Regions from separate parts of the Ovis aries genome. Here region 1 is linked to region 2. A link is a contact called in public Hi-C data. All regions are on one chromosome and are shown on one strand. The core of a region is the stretch at or near the end of the contact, and the rest is flanking DNA. Distances in the headings are between cores, read along the strand shown. Region 1 overlaps DENND2D (DENN domain containing 2D). Region 2 holds the start of CEPT1 (choline/ethanolamine phosphotransferase 1).

Evidence for each region. Hi-C and Micro-C count contacts between places; a contact is called where the count stands out from the background.
Region 1: a contact with region 2 is called in a Hi-C map of blood, with 1.6 times the contacts expected there. The contact joins the enhancer-like site here to the promoter of CEPT1 in region 2. A contact is called at or near these places in 2 of 16 Hi-C or Micro-C datasets (blood and mixed tissues).

The regions. Positions count from the first base shown.
Region 1 is chr1:88,527,070-88,532,963 of ARS-UI_Ramb_v3.0, reverse strand. DENND2D (DENN domain containing 2D) reads left to right here. Exons shown (of 12, transcript XM_027972960.3): 8 at 1,006-1,183; 9 at 4,271-4,312; 10 at 4,675-4,759; 11 at 5,097-5,336; 12 at 5,790-5,894. The coding sequence ends at 5,866. Among named protein-coding and RNA genes, the nearest start is that of DENND2D, 17 kb to the left of the region's middle. Within about 2 kb of position 2,128, at least 19 of the 54 cell types and tissues checked have an H3K27ac peak or open chromatin away from gene starts, as enhancers often do.
Region 2 is chr1:88,481,881-88,487,780 of ARS-UI_Ramb_v3.0, reverse strand. It overlaps CEPT1 (choline/ethanolamine phosphotransferase 1), which reads right to left and starts at 2,142. Exons shown (of 9, transcript XM_012178381.5): 1 at 2,042-2,142. It overlaps DRAM2 (DNA damage regulated autophagy modulator 2), which reads left to right and starts at 1,572. Exons shown (of 8, transcript XM_060412530.1): 1 at 1,572-1,697; 2 at 2,078-2,134.

The DNA.
Region 1 (5,894 bases), core at 879-3,378, 45 kb before region 2:
CCACCACTCCCCACTTCCTTCCTACACTGAGTATTTCAGATCTTTGCCGCTCATCCAGGAAAGGGACTTCCAGTCAGCCTAAGCCTTGGCTAGACTCTCAGAGACTCCATCTTTCTAACTCAGGAAGTGCTAGCTTGATACCAAGAATTGAAACAAGGTTTCCGCATCTGTGTTTTTGTTGGCCTTGGCTTTGGGGCAGTTTGGAGAAATGAAGAGCCATTAAAGCTAGTGGAGAATAGAGAAGACAGGGAGGGTGTGTGTGTTGAGGGGGTTAGGGGGAGGGGGGCATGAGGGGACTTGGGTCTGAGTTGTGACTTAGGCAGTAATTACACAGGGAATGCTTCCTTGGAAAGGGTGGAGGAGTCCTCTCGGGGGGACTTTCCAGGTGGGAATTGCTGGTCAGAGGTTCCTGGAATCCAGGAATTTCCCAAGCAAGCTCAGGCACCAACCTGATAAGTTTAAATAACCATGAGTGGTCAGAGGGAGCCCTGAGAGTTAAAGCCTGGGGATGAGAGATAAGGAGGAAATAGACTTGACCTCTCTGCTGCACCCCAGTGTTTATATGCTTGTCTCCTTAACTACACTGAGTGCCTTAAGAGCAAGGCTGGTCTTTTGCTTCCTGGTATCCACATCCCTAGCCCAGTAGTGAGCATAGAGAAGGGACTCCATCAATGATCAATGACCTCATAGATGGAAAACATTTCTTCTTCCTCCTCCTCTCTTTAAAGATACTCCCTCCACTCCACCCCCACCCCCAGTGGAAAAGAAGAATCACATAGAGGCCCCATACTTGACGAGAGGAGCCTCAGCCTCTTCTGGTTTCTACCCCTCCCCTCCCAGCTTCGGGTAGCCAGAAGCTCTGTGACCGGCATGGCTCCCAGACTTGCTATAGCTCCGGCACAGCCAGCATGAGCAGCTGCTGTCAATGGCGGGCGGTGGGGAGGTGGCGTGGGGCTGGGGGCCTGGGCCGGCTCCTCTGACTCACTTTCTGTGCCCTGTCCCCAGCACCCTGTCTCAGTGCATCCATGCTACTGCTGCGCTGCTCTACCCCTTCAGCTGGGCCCACACCTACATCCCCGTGGTCCCCGAGAGCCTGCTGGGAACTGTCTGCTGCCCCACTCCCTTCATGGTTGGAGTCCAAATGCGCTTCCGGCAGGAGGTTTTGGACAGCCCCATGGAAGAGGTATGATGCAGCAAGAAGGGGGCCTGATTTGGAGCCAGGTAGACCTGGATTCGGATCCCACCTCTGCTGCTAATAGCTGTGTGATTTTGTGGCAAGTTGCTTAACCTCTTTAAGCCTCAGCTTCCTCATCTGTAAAACTGGAATGGCAACGTTTAGACCCTAAGGATCCTAGGGGAAAAAATCAGCATAAAGCACCTAGCCTGGTGCCTGACATATAGCTGATACTCAGTAAGTGTCTGCTCCCTTCTCTGAATGATTTCCCTTTGGACTTAAGAGGCAACACATGGCTTATTTGGGCTTCACTCAACTGTACTAGGCCAGCTAGTCCTAGTGAGCAGGCCCTGGGTGTCCCATTTTTCTTCTGAATGGACAAGCACAGCTGGTCTGTACAACACACACCCCACTGGAATTTATTCACATTGCTTGGAACTGCACTAACAGTCTTCCTGGAAACAATGAGTCTTGAAAATGCAGATTTTTTTTGGTAGTAGAGGTCATCCTTCCAATTAGCTTAGAGCTCAGTTGGTTAATGAGGATATTGGTTCAAATCCCCTTTGATTTTGTCACCCTCTTGTGTCTTGGCAGAACCCCCAGATACACCAAAGAGCTCAGTGGTGAGAATGGGTGTTAATAACATAAACCTACCTCCAGTGTTGGAAGAATGACTTCTGCTTTGCTTGAGTTGTCAATAGAAACTTTCAAGAAATAGCACATTACTATAATCTCAAGCCAAAAGAGCTACTTGGGTTGGTCTGGCTAACCATCGACTCCCTCTGTGTAGACAGAAAGGGAAGAGGCAGAGTAAGCTACTGGAGGCACGTGACCAGCCCTAGTGGGAGGACTTCCTTCATTTACATAAGAAATAACCAAGGTCCAGAGAGCTCAATCCACTTATCAAGGCCATACAGGCAATCCCGGAATCTAGCAGAGATAGAAGGAAAGCACCTCTTCCGCAGAGTGCTGCTGGGAAGTAAAGAAGCAGGCTGTTTCTCTTCCTTGTTTCCCCAGCCCTGCCCTCCTCAGAACTGCTGAGTACACATGCCCTTTGAGCCAACCTCTGCCTTGTGACTAACTGGGACAGAGTATCAGCCCCATGTTTAGTAATACGACTCAATAAGTGTCCCAGTCCCAGAAGTTATGAAACTTCCTGATGCTGCAGCGCCATCTTCTTGGACGCTGTGATTCCTCCCCCAGTGGCCTGGTGGGAAGACACCCCAAGGCTAGTCAGACTCCAGCTTGTGTTGTCCAAGAGCCCCAGCTGATGAAATGGGCAGGGGATAGGGATGGGAGAGGGCTAGGGGTCAGGAAGAGAGATGGGGCATTCCTTGACTCCCAGGTCAGCTCTTTGGAAGGGCTCCTTGGACAGACAGTAATATACTCAAGTACTAGAAAGATTTCTGGGAACAACTTCAGAAAGAAATTCTTTACACACAGTCTTACCTCTCAGCCCACAAAGTGAACAGCCTGCCCTAAATGAAGGCATCTGAGCCTATGTATACAAGTGGTTTCACGCCTGAACTAGTTCAACTTTTCTCCCCTGATGATGGATAATTACAGTGCCTGCTCTGTCTTTTGGCACACATTCCAATTTCTCTCTTCTTTTTATTTGGGAGAAGGGTGCATGGAGGGATCACTCACCCTCTTGTCGAGACCAAGGTCACAAACTGAAAAGAGGGACCCAGCAGGCATTTAAATGGCCAACACAGGCTTTGGGGGGATTATGATAAACTGCTGAGCACCTGCTTTGCCTAAAGGAGGCAGCTGTAACTCAGTTCCCTCTGAATGTGGATCACTGTTAGAGCTCCTGACTTTTCCAGAGAAGCCCTAGATCCAAATTCTGTGTGAAATTTTTTAATTCAAATATTGGAAGCTAATTCAATGATTTGAAAATCCTCTGAGTCTCAAAGAAACAGGTCTGTAGGTTGGAATCTAACTGGCAGGATGCGTACTGGTCATCTCCAGTCTAGACTGCAGGCGCCTTAGGCAGTGATGGAGCTGATGCTAGAACTCAGGTCACCCAAGTTCCAGCCCTGTGCTTGTCCTACCTGCACCCTGCAAACGTGTGATCACTGCCTTTCCGTCCCTCCTCCTTTTGTCCCCAGGCTCATTTTCTCCTCTCGCTCTTCCCTGCTGGAAGGTCCAAAGCTCTTGTGGGAGTTTTAATAGTTTTTATTTATATATTCTTGGCTGTGCTGGGTCTTCATTCCTGTGTGGGCTTTTCTCTTGTGGTTGCAGACAGGGGGCTACTCCATAGTTGTCATGCATGGGTTTCTCACTGTGGCGGCTTCTCTTGTTGCAGAGCACAGGCCCCAGGGCGTGCAGGCTTCAGTAGTTACAACACCTGGGTTCAGTAGTGTGGCACATGGGCTCAGTTGCTGTGTGGCATGGGGGATCTTCCCTGAATCAGGGACCGAACCCGTGTCGCCTGTGCTGGCAGGCAGATTCTTTACCACGGAGCCACCAGGGAAGCCTGTGGGAGTTTTAAAAATGGAATTCTAGGCAATTGTACATAAAGTTGTTGTAAGCATTAAAAAAAAAAAAAATCAAAAGATGCCCATCCCTGTCGTAAAGCTCACCAGAGGGAAGGGAACTGAGGAACTGTAGGAAGAATGATACACTAGCAAGGACAGCACAACCCAGGCTTGGAAACGGGCTCTACTCTTTGATAGCAGTATCACCTCAGGCAGTTTAACTTCTTTGGGTATTTCCTCACCTTAACAGACACAGTATCTGCCTCTACAGGAGCATGGGGGAAGATTAAATGAGAAGATGTGCAAAGCACAGTGTATGCCATGTAATGCTTTGTACATAGAAGTTATTACTATGATCAATGCTTTTTTATTAAGAGAGTGACTGGCTTCAATTTACCCATATTGTATACCGCATCTTCTTTAGCTCTCTCCCATTTCCTGCTTCCTATACCCTCATACCCTTTTCTCAGGAAAGAGTGGGTGGTGAGAAAGGAGTGTACCAGACAGGAAATGAGAACTGAAGATGCTGATTTTGTTGTTACTTGGGCTGAAAGGTACAGCAACAGGCAGAAACAGAGAAAAGGGAAGAAACCAAGCTGTCCTGTTTTTATTTCAGGTCCTGTTGGTGGATCTTTGTGAAGGAACCTTCTTAATGTCAGTAAGTGTCTGGGTTCAGATCCCTTGCAGACCCACAACCAACTCAATTGTTCTTGGCTCATCCAAGTTCCACTACTTTAACAAACTTCTAAGTATGCCAACAAGACTTCACCTCTCTCAAGGAGAGTATGACTTCACAAGGCAGTTGGTGTTAGTGCTTTTAGAGCAAGGACATAGACCGAGTACCAGAGGGACAGAGACTTCCTGGTGTTTAGAGTTGAAGCTTCTGTTGTTTCTCTGTTGTATGTGGCCAATTATTTGGGTGTGGAATGGGGTGTAGAATTCATGCCTCACATTCTCTGCCAACACTTCACACCTCCTCCGTGACTGCTTGACCTCTGAGCTGACTCTGTCCTCTCCTAGGTTGGTGATGAAAAAGACATCCTACCACCCAAACTTCAGGATGACATCTTAGAATCTCTTAGTCAGGGCATCAAGGAGTCACAGAGTAAGTCCCAGGTCCCTCTTATTCTGGCTTTCTCCAAAGAGTTTAAGGGTATGATTCCCAACAATTCCCTTCTAGAACTAAAAGGAATTCACTCCACAGTCCTGGGCTAGTCCCAGAGGCCTTGATCCTAAAGGGCAAGTATGAGATTTTACTCTTCCTAAGCAATGGCGAACCCATCTCCAGTCTCACATTTTCATCAACCAGTAATTACGAACCCTGCCTCACCCCACCCCTTGCCCAAGAGTTTTCAGCCTGCAATGAAAGCCACTTGGAGGTAAGGGTGGGTAGTTTTTATCCTTCTGCTACCTCTGAGATGGTCTCTTTATATCCCCAGCAGCTTCTGAACAAATCAATGAGCATGTTTCAAGGCCTTTTGTACAGTTCTTTGTCAAGACTGTGGGCCACTATGCTTCCTACATCAAGCGGGAGGCGAACGGGCAAGGCCGCTTCCAAGAACGGGCCTTCTACAAGGCTCTGACCTCCAAGGCCAACCGCCGGTTTGTGAAGAAATTTGTGAAGACACAGCTCTTCTCCCTTTTCATCCAGGAAGCCGAAAAGAGCAAGAACCCTCCTGCAGGTATGCAGTGAAAGCTTCCTATCAACTGCTTCCAAGTCAGGTGTGGTCCTAGGAGGGGAGGGAAGAGCACTTCTGAGAGGTTCACAAAAACAGCTGTGATCTTATCAAATGGGGTTGGAAAGAAAGGTCCTGAAGCGTAAGAAAATGCCTCCAAGGCTGACGTTTTGTAGATGTTGCTCTGTTTCACCAGCCAGTAGGAGGACCTTTGCTTTCTGTTTTAGTCTAGAGCTAATTCCTACTAATTATTCTATTTTAGGACCCCTTAGGAGCCTAATCAAATACCTAGATCTACAAAGGCCTAGGATGGCATGGGAAATCCTGGTGGGAATGTGGGTATAGTGGGTGAGCATGGGCAGCAGACATTGAGAGTATCTCTGACCCTTGTTCTTGAGCTCATCTTAGTCTGCCTGGCCAGATTAGCTGCCTCTAATACCTGTATCTCTAACACCACAGATTATTTCCAAAAGAAAATACTTGAATATGAGGAACAGAAGAAACAGAAGAAACCAAAGGAAAAGACTGTGAAATAAGAGTTGTGGTGAACAGGAGTGCCTAGAC
Region 2 (5,900 bases), core at 893-3,392:
TAACATTTGGTGGATTATTTTCCTATTCCCTTAAAAGAGACAGCATAGCATGACCCTCAAAAAGAATGTCACCGGCACTTTTAGCCTTATCAAGTCTACTGCTGCCTAGAAAACACACTGACTATGCAGTTATATCTAACGGGGGTTATAAAACAAGTTTATATTTAAATATCAAACATATAATAGTGTTTATAAAGTAAATTTTTAAGAGATTGGGTATGGGAGAGGAAGAAGAATGCATTTATGAAACCATAATTGTAAATATTCAATAATAATCTAATAGCTGGACAACAAATGAAGGTACCTCTGTCAGAACAGGTTAATACAAGAGGCAGCTTTATCTGGCTTTTTTCCTAAATGCAAGGGTTGTAAAGACAAGTTGCACAAGGGGCTTCCAAATAGTTTTTGTTCAGCACGAAATGAATAGGTAGCAAAATGCCTTCAGAACTTCAATATCTGGAATTTTACGTGAAAGCCAATGGTTCTTAAGTTCTTATGGTCCAAATGCTCTCAATTCAACACCTCCACTGAACACATGCCCAGCAGTACGAGACTAGAAACAGAATCTTTATTCCTTGTTTACACACACGACCCTAACGTTTGTTTAAAGATAATTATGAACTTGCCTATTACCGTTAACAGGGATTCATCAATGAACTAAGAGACTTAAAGCAAAATCATACATATATATTAATACCAATGATGAAAAATGTCATAAATGACACAAAAACGCCAATCACCGAACTGGAGTAAAAACAAGTTAAACACAGCAACATTTAAAGATCCCATTCATCTAGTGTTCTAGGGACACCGGCAAAGACTAGCAAGCAAACCCTTCCGTCCTTCCAAGAATACTTCTGAAATAAATCCTAGGTGGCAACCTTAGAGATCGTCAGTATACTCTGAGATTTCTAGAAAAGTTGCTGACCAAGAAGTGTGGCCCTAGCCACGAGTCACCAGCACCGTATTCCAAGCGGAAGGCAAATTCGGCACAGGATTCAACACGGTTTGTGGACTTTAGCAACACCTGAGCAGGAGGGTGTGGACCTGACAGGCAAGGTCGGTTCCGCGCAGGCAGCGCCCCTAGCCCTCGGCCCGCCCAGCCCGGGCCGCCGAGGTTTTCTCCAGCCTTACACCCAGCACAGCAGCCCCCGAGCTCTCGCGCTGGCAATGCGCCACTTCAATCTCTCCATCCAGGGTCAGAGGAGCACTAGCCCTTCGCCCTCCCCACAAGCCCGCGCGCGAGGCTAACTGCGCGAGGAAGAAACTGCGTTCACCTCGCGCGAGTCCATACAGAGATATATTCCAATGCCCCACCCCACAACTTGCAGCCCTCTCTCCGCCCCTTTTGAGAATCGTGGCCCCCGACACATTCTTTATACTCTGGCTGCTTCCCCAGGACCGAGCCTCGCAACCTTACCACGGCCCGCAAAAGCACACCGCTAGAATTAAGACCTGCGACTCCAGCCGACTGGGTGACTCTGATCCGCGGCAGCACGTTCACGACACCTTCGCGATTGCCGTAAAGGGATACAGTGTCGGAGCAGGCGGCGGCGCGAGCGCGCACCTCCGAGTAGTGAGCGTGCCCCGGGACCGGCTTGGCTGCTCGGGAGCGCGCTTCGGGGCCCTGCCCCATCTCGGTTCAGCCGGCCGCCTCCAGACCCGGCGGCCTGTACTGGCAGGGTCGTCTGAGCGAGGTAGGCCAAATAGGGGATGAGAGCCGGCTCCAGCCCCAGCTAAGTAGGGGTGTATTAGAGAGTGGGATCTGGCGGGTCAGAGAGGGGGATGCTGCCAGGAGCCCCACAACCCCGTGGCGGGCGTGCGAGGCGTCCAGCTTCCAGGGACCACGCTGTGCGACTTGCGGGAGAGGGACCAGATGGCAGCCGGAGCGCGGACGGACTGCTGGGAGTCCGAGTGGGGAGGAGGGGTCTTGAGTGGGTGCAGGCTGGGTTCAGGTCTCCGCGCCTCACCTTTCTGTGTGAGTTCTTGGTCTTTCCCCCTCCCCCGCACTCCTCCACGCCTCGCTTGCCCCAAGCCCTACCAAGCCTCCGCCTTCCACGTCTTTTCTTTGCCTCAGGCACGGATTAATCGAGCTCTTCGTCCCAGTTCTTTGTGCCTCCGGAAGAAGGCAGCGGTGGGTGTAAATAATTCCTTGGTTTTATTTGTTTTAAGCGGTTATCGAGAACCTTTGCCCCAGTCCCACAAAAAAATGTGATTGAGTACACCTTCCCTTTGTCACTCCCGGGCTTGGATTCCTTGGAAGGGTGGGGTAGGGGAGGAAGGTTTTTGTGGTGACTTGCTAAGGAAACAGCAATCCGCTCCAGTATTCACGCCTGGAAAATCCCATGAACCGAGGAGCCTGGGGGCTACAGTCCATGGGGTCGCAGAGTCGGACACGACTGAGCAACTTCACTTTCACTTTCATTTTGTGTTTACCCGAAGCTCCTGTCTGCCTTAGGGTGAGCAGAGTAGTGTGTGTGTGTGTGTGTGTTGTGTGTGGTGTGTATGTTAGTCGCTCAGTCGTGCCCCACTCTGGGATTCCTGGACCGGGGCCCGCCAGGTTCCTCTGTCTATAGACTTCTTCAGGCAATAATACGGGTGGGTAGCCATTCCCTTCTCCAGGGGATCTCCCCCACCCAAGGATCGAACCCGGGTCTCCTGCATTGCAGGCAGATTCTTTACCGTCTGAGCCACCAGGAAAGTCCAGTATAGAAAGGTAAATACCTAGTCCTTTGTATCCTCACAACTGTGCTTACTTAGGATACATTTGTAAAACTCCACATTTTTCCAGTTCTCCCGAATTTAAATTTATAAACCAATACTAAATACAGCTCTAATTTGCCATGCACCATCAGATTCTCCCTCGACTTCTCTCCCTGTAATGTTTGATCTGACTTGTAAAAGTGTTACTTAAATTTCTAAACTATTTAATTTTTAATCATTACAAGAATAGTATGTTTATCAGAAGGCCAAATTAGAGTTTAGAAAAATAACCATTTACTATTATGCTTTGCTTTGGGCATAATTCTGTGTACCCGTGGCTTTCTTTCTTCACTTGGAATATCCAGAATTTACTTTTTTATTGTCCCTAAGCAGTCACCACTTAGAGGAGACAGCATAAAGAATTCATCTTTTTACCGGTGGCATTTAAATATTGCAGAATTTAAAACTTGTAGATGCAGTTCTGATTCAGGGGTCTTCAAGGAAAGCAGAGATAAGATAGATGAGAAATGCAAGAACATTTTGTTGAATGTTTCTGTCATTGCTATGTGAAGGTTATTCCTGCATATTTTCAAGAATCTTGAAAGGTTTCTTAAATTATTAAGCATTAAAATTCCAAGTTTGCTTGGTTGGCAGTGCTTCCAGCTTTTCAGTGTGATAATACACAGGCAACAGTAGTCTTCCTCACCTCGGTGCACTTAAATTTCTCAGTGGACCTTTGCAAACTGGTAAACCTTTTGCCCAATAACCTCAGATATGCAGATAAGACTAGCCTAATGGCAGAAAGCCAAGAGGAACTAAAGAGCCTCTTGATGAAGGTACAAGAGGACAGTGAAAAAACCGGCTTCAAACTCAACATTCAAAAAACTAACATGGCATCTGGTCCCATCACTTCATGGCAAATAGATGGGGAAAAAATGGAAACGATGAAAGACTTCATTTTCTTGGGCTCCAAAATCACTGTGGACGGTGACTGTAGCCATGAAATTGAAAGATGCTTGCTCCTTGGAAGAAAAGCTACGACAAACTTAGAGTATTAAAAATCAGAGACATCACCTTGCCAACAAAGGTTGGTATAGTCAAAGCTATGGTTTTTCCAGTAGTTATGTATGGATATGAGAATTGGACCATTAAGAAGGCTGAGTGCCAAGGAATTGATGCTTTCAAACTGTGGTGCTGGAGAAGACTCTTGAGAGCCTTTTGGACAGCAAGGAGATCAAACCAGTTAGTCCTAAAGGAAATCAAACCTAAGTGTTCATTGGAAAGACTGATGCTGAAGCTGAAGCTCTCATACTTTGGCCAGCTGATTCGAAGAGCTGACTCATTGGAAAAGACCCTGATGCTGGGAAAGATTGAGGGCAGGAGAAGGGGGTGACAGAGGATGGGATGGTTGTATGGCATCACCGACTCAGTGAACATGAGCTGAGCAAACTTCAGGAGATAGTGAAATACCGGGAAGCCTGGCATACTGCCGTGGGCTCCCAAACAGTTGGATATGACTGAGCAGCTGAACAACAACCATTTGCTGCTGCTTTTCCTCTCAATTGTCAATTTAGATAACTAGAACTCTCAAAACCTAAGGAGATAGGAATCTAAGATGATTCACATGTACAAGGAATTAAGAATTGTCATTCCCCATCCCTGTGGCTAATTGTGGTTGTACAGAGTTGATAAATCACCTATCATTATTATGGGGCTTCACAGGTGGCTCAGTGGTGAAGAATCCACCTGCCAGTGCAGGGAACCCTGGAGATAACAAGTTCCATCCCTGGGTGAGGAAGATCCCCTGGAGGAGGAAATGGCAGCCTACACCAGTATCCTTGCCTGGAAATTCCCATGGACAGAGGAGCCAGTGGTCTACAGTCCATAGGGTCAGAAAGAGTTGGACATGACTTAGTGATTGAGCAGGAGCATCATGATTATTTGTATGTTTACTCTGTACTACTCTAAGGAATAGCTACTTTACAAATCAGAATACTGAAACTCAGAGAAGCTAAGTAACTTGCCTGAAATTGTACAGCTTGGATGTGATAAAGCTGAGATTTGCACTTACGTAAATCTGATCTTACAACTGTGTTCTTCCCATTGCATCTCAGGGACTGGTCAATGCTGTATTTGGCTTAATAATAAGCTATCATTTTTTTCCTCGTTATTGTTTTTCCTTCTGTGGAAGGGAACTCAGTGTTCTTCATTTAATTTTATCCTTTTTGAGATCAGTGAAAGGTGTCTAATGTGAGAAAGAATGAGAAAATTGAAATCCCAGATTTAAAATATTATTTAATTCTATATATTATTATAAAATACACACATATCAACTCTTTAAAGAAAAAATTAATAGCATAGTGCTCTACCCTTGAGCAATATTGGTGCATTGACTTGAAATTTTACATGTTTTAAAGTTAAAGACGTGGGTTGAAACAGCCTCTATTTTGTTTATATGTGAGTTTCAGGACTTACAAAAAGGTGCAAGTTTGGGCATATTTGAAGACTGGTATTTTGTGAACTTTCATCTTTTTCATTCTAAAAGAGGAACAAATGTTTACTGACCACCCGTGAGAGCATCTTTACATATATTATCTCATTTACTTCTTGAGGAAACCTCTCTGAAGCAGGCATTCTTTTAGAGCATTTAACAGTTAATACTAAAAGGTACCAGTATCAGTAAGTGTTTAGGTTCTTTACTTGTGCTATGTCAGTGTAATCCCTGTAATAGTAATCCAGCACTGTCCAACAGAACTTTTCCATGATAATGGAAATGTTCCATGTTTTCACCATCCTGTATGGTAGCTACAGCTGTGGTTTCTGAGCACTTGAAATGCATCTAGTACAACTGAGGAATTGCAATTTTTAATTTAAATAGTCACATGTGGCTTTGTTGTTGTTATTCAGTCACTAAGTTATTCCATTCTTTGTGACCCCATGGACTGCAGCAAGCCAGGCTCGTCTGTCCTCGACTGTCTCCCCGAGTTTGTTCATTGAGTCTCTGATGCTATCTAACCATCTCCTCTGCCGCCTCCTTCTCCTTTTGTCTTCAGTCTTTCCCAGCATCAGTATCTTTTCCAGTGAGTCAGCTCTTCGCCTGTGGCTGGTACTGACTGTATTGGACAGTACAGCCTTTGCCGATAATATTCTTGTCATTTTTCAAAGGAGCAACTGGTTCAGAGAAATTAATGGAGCTT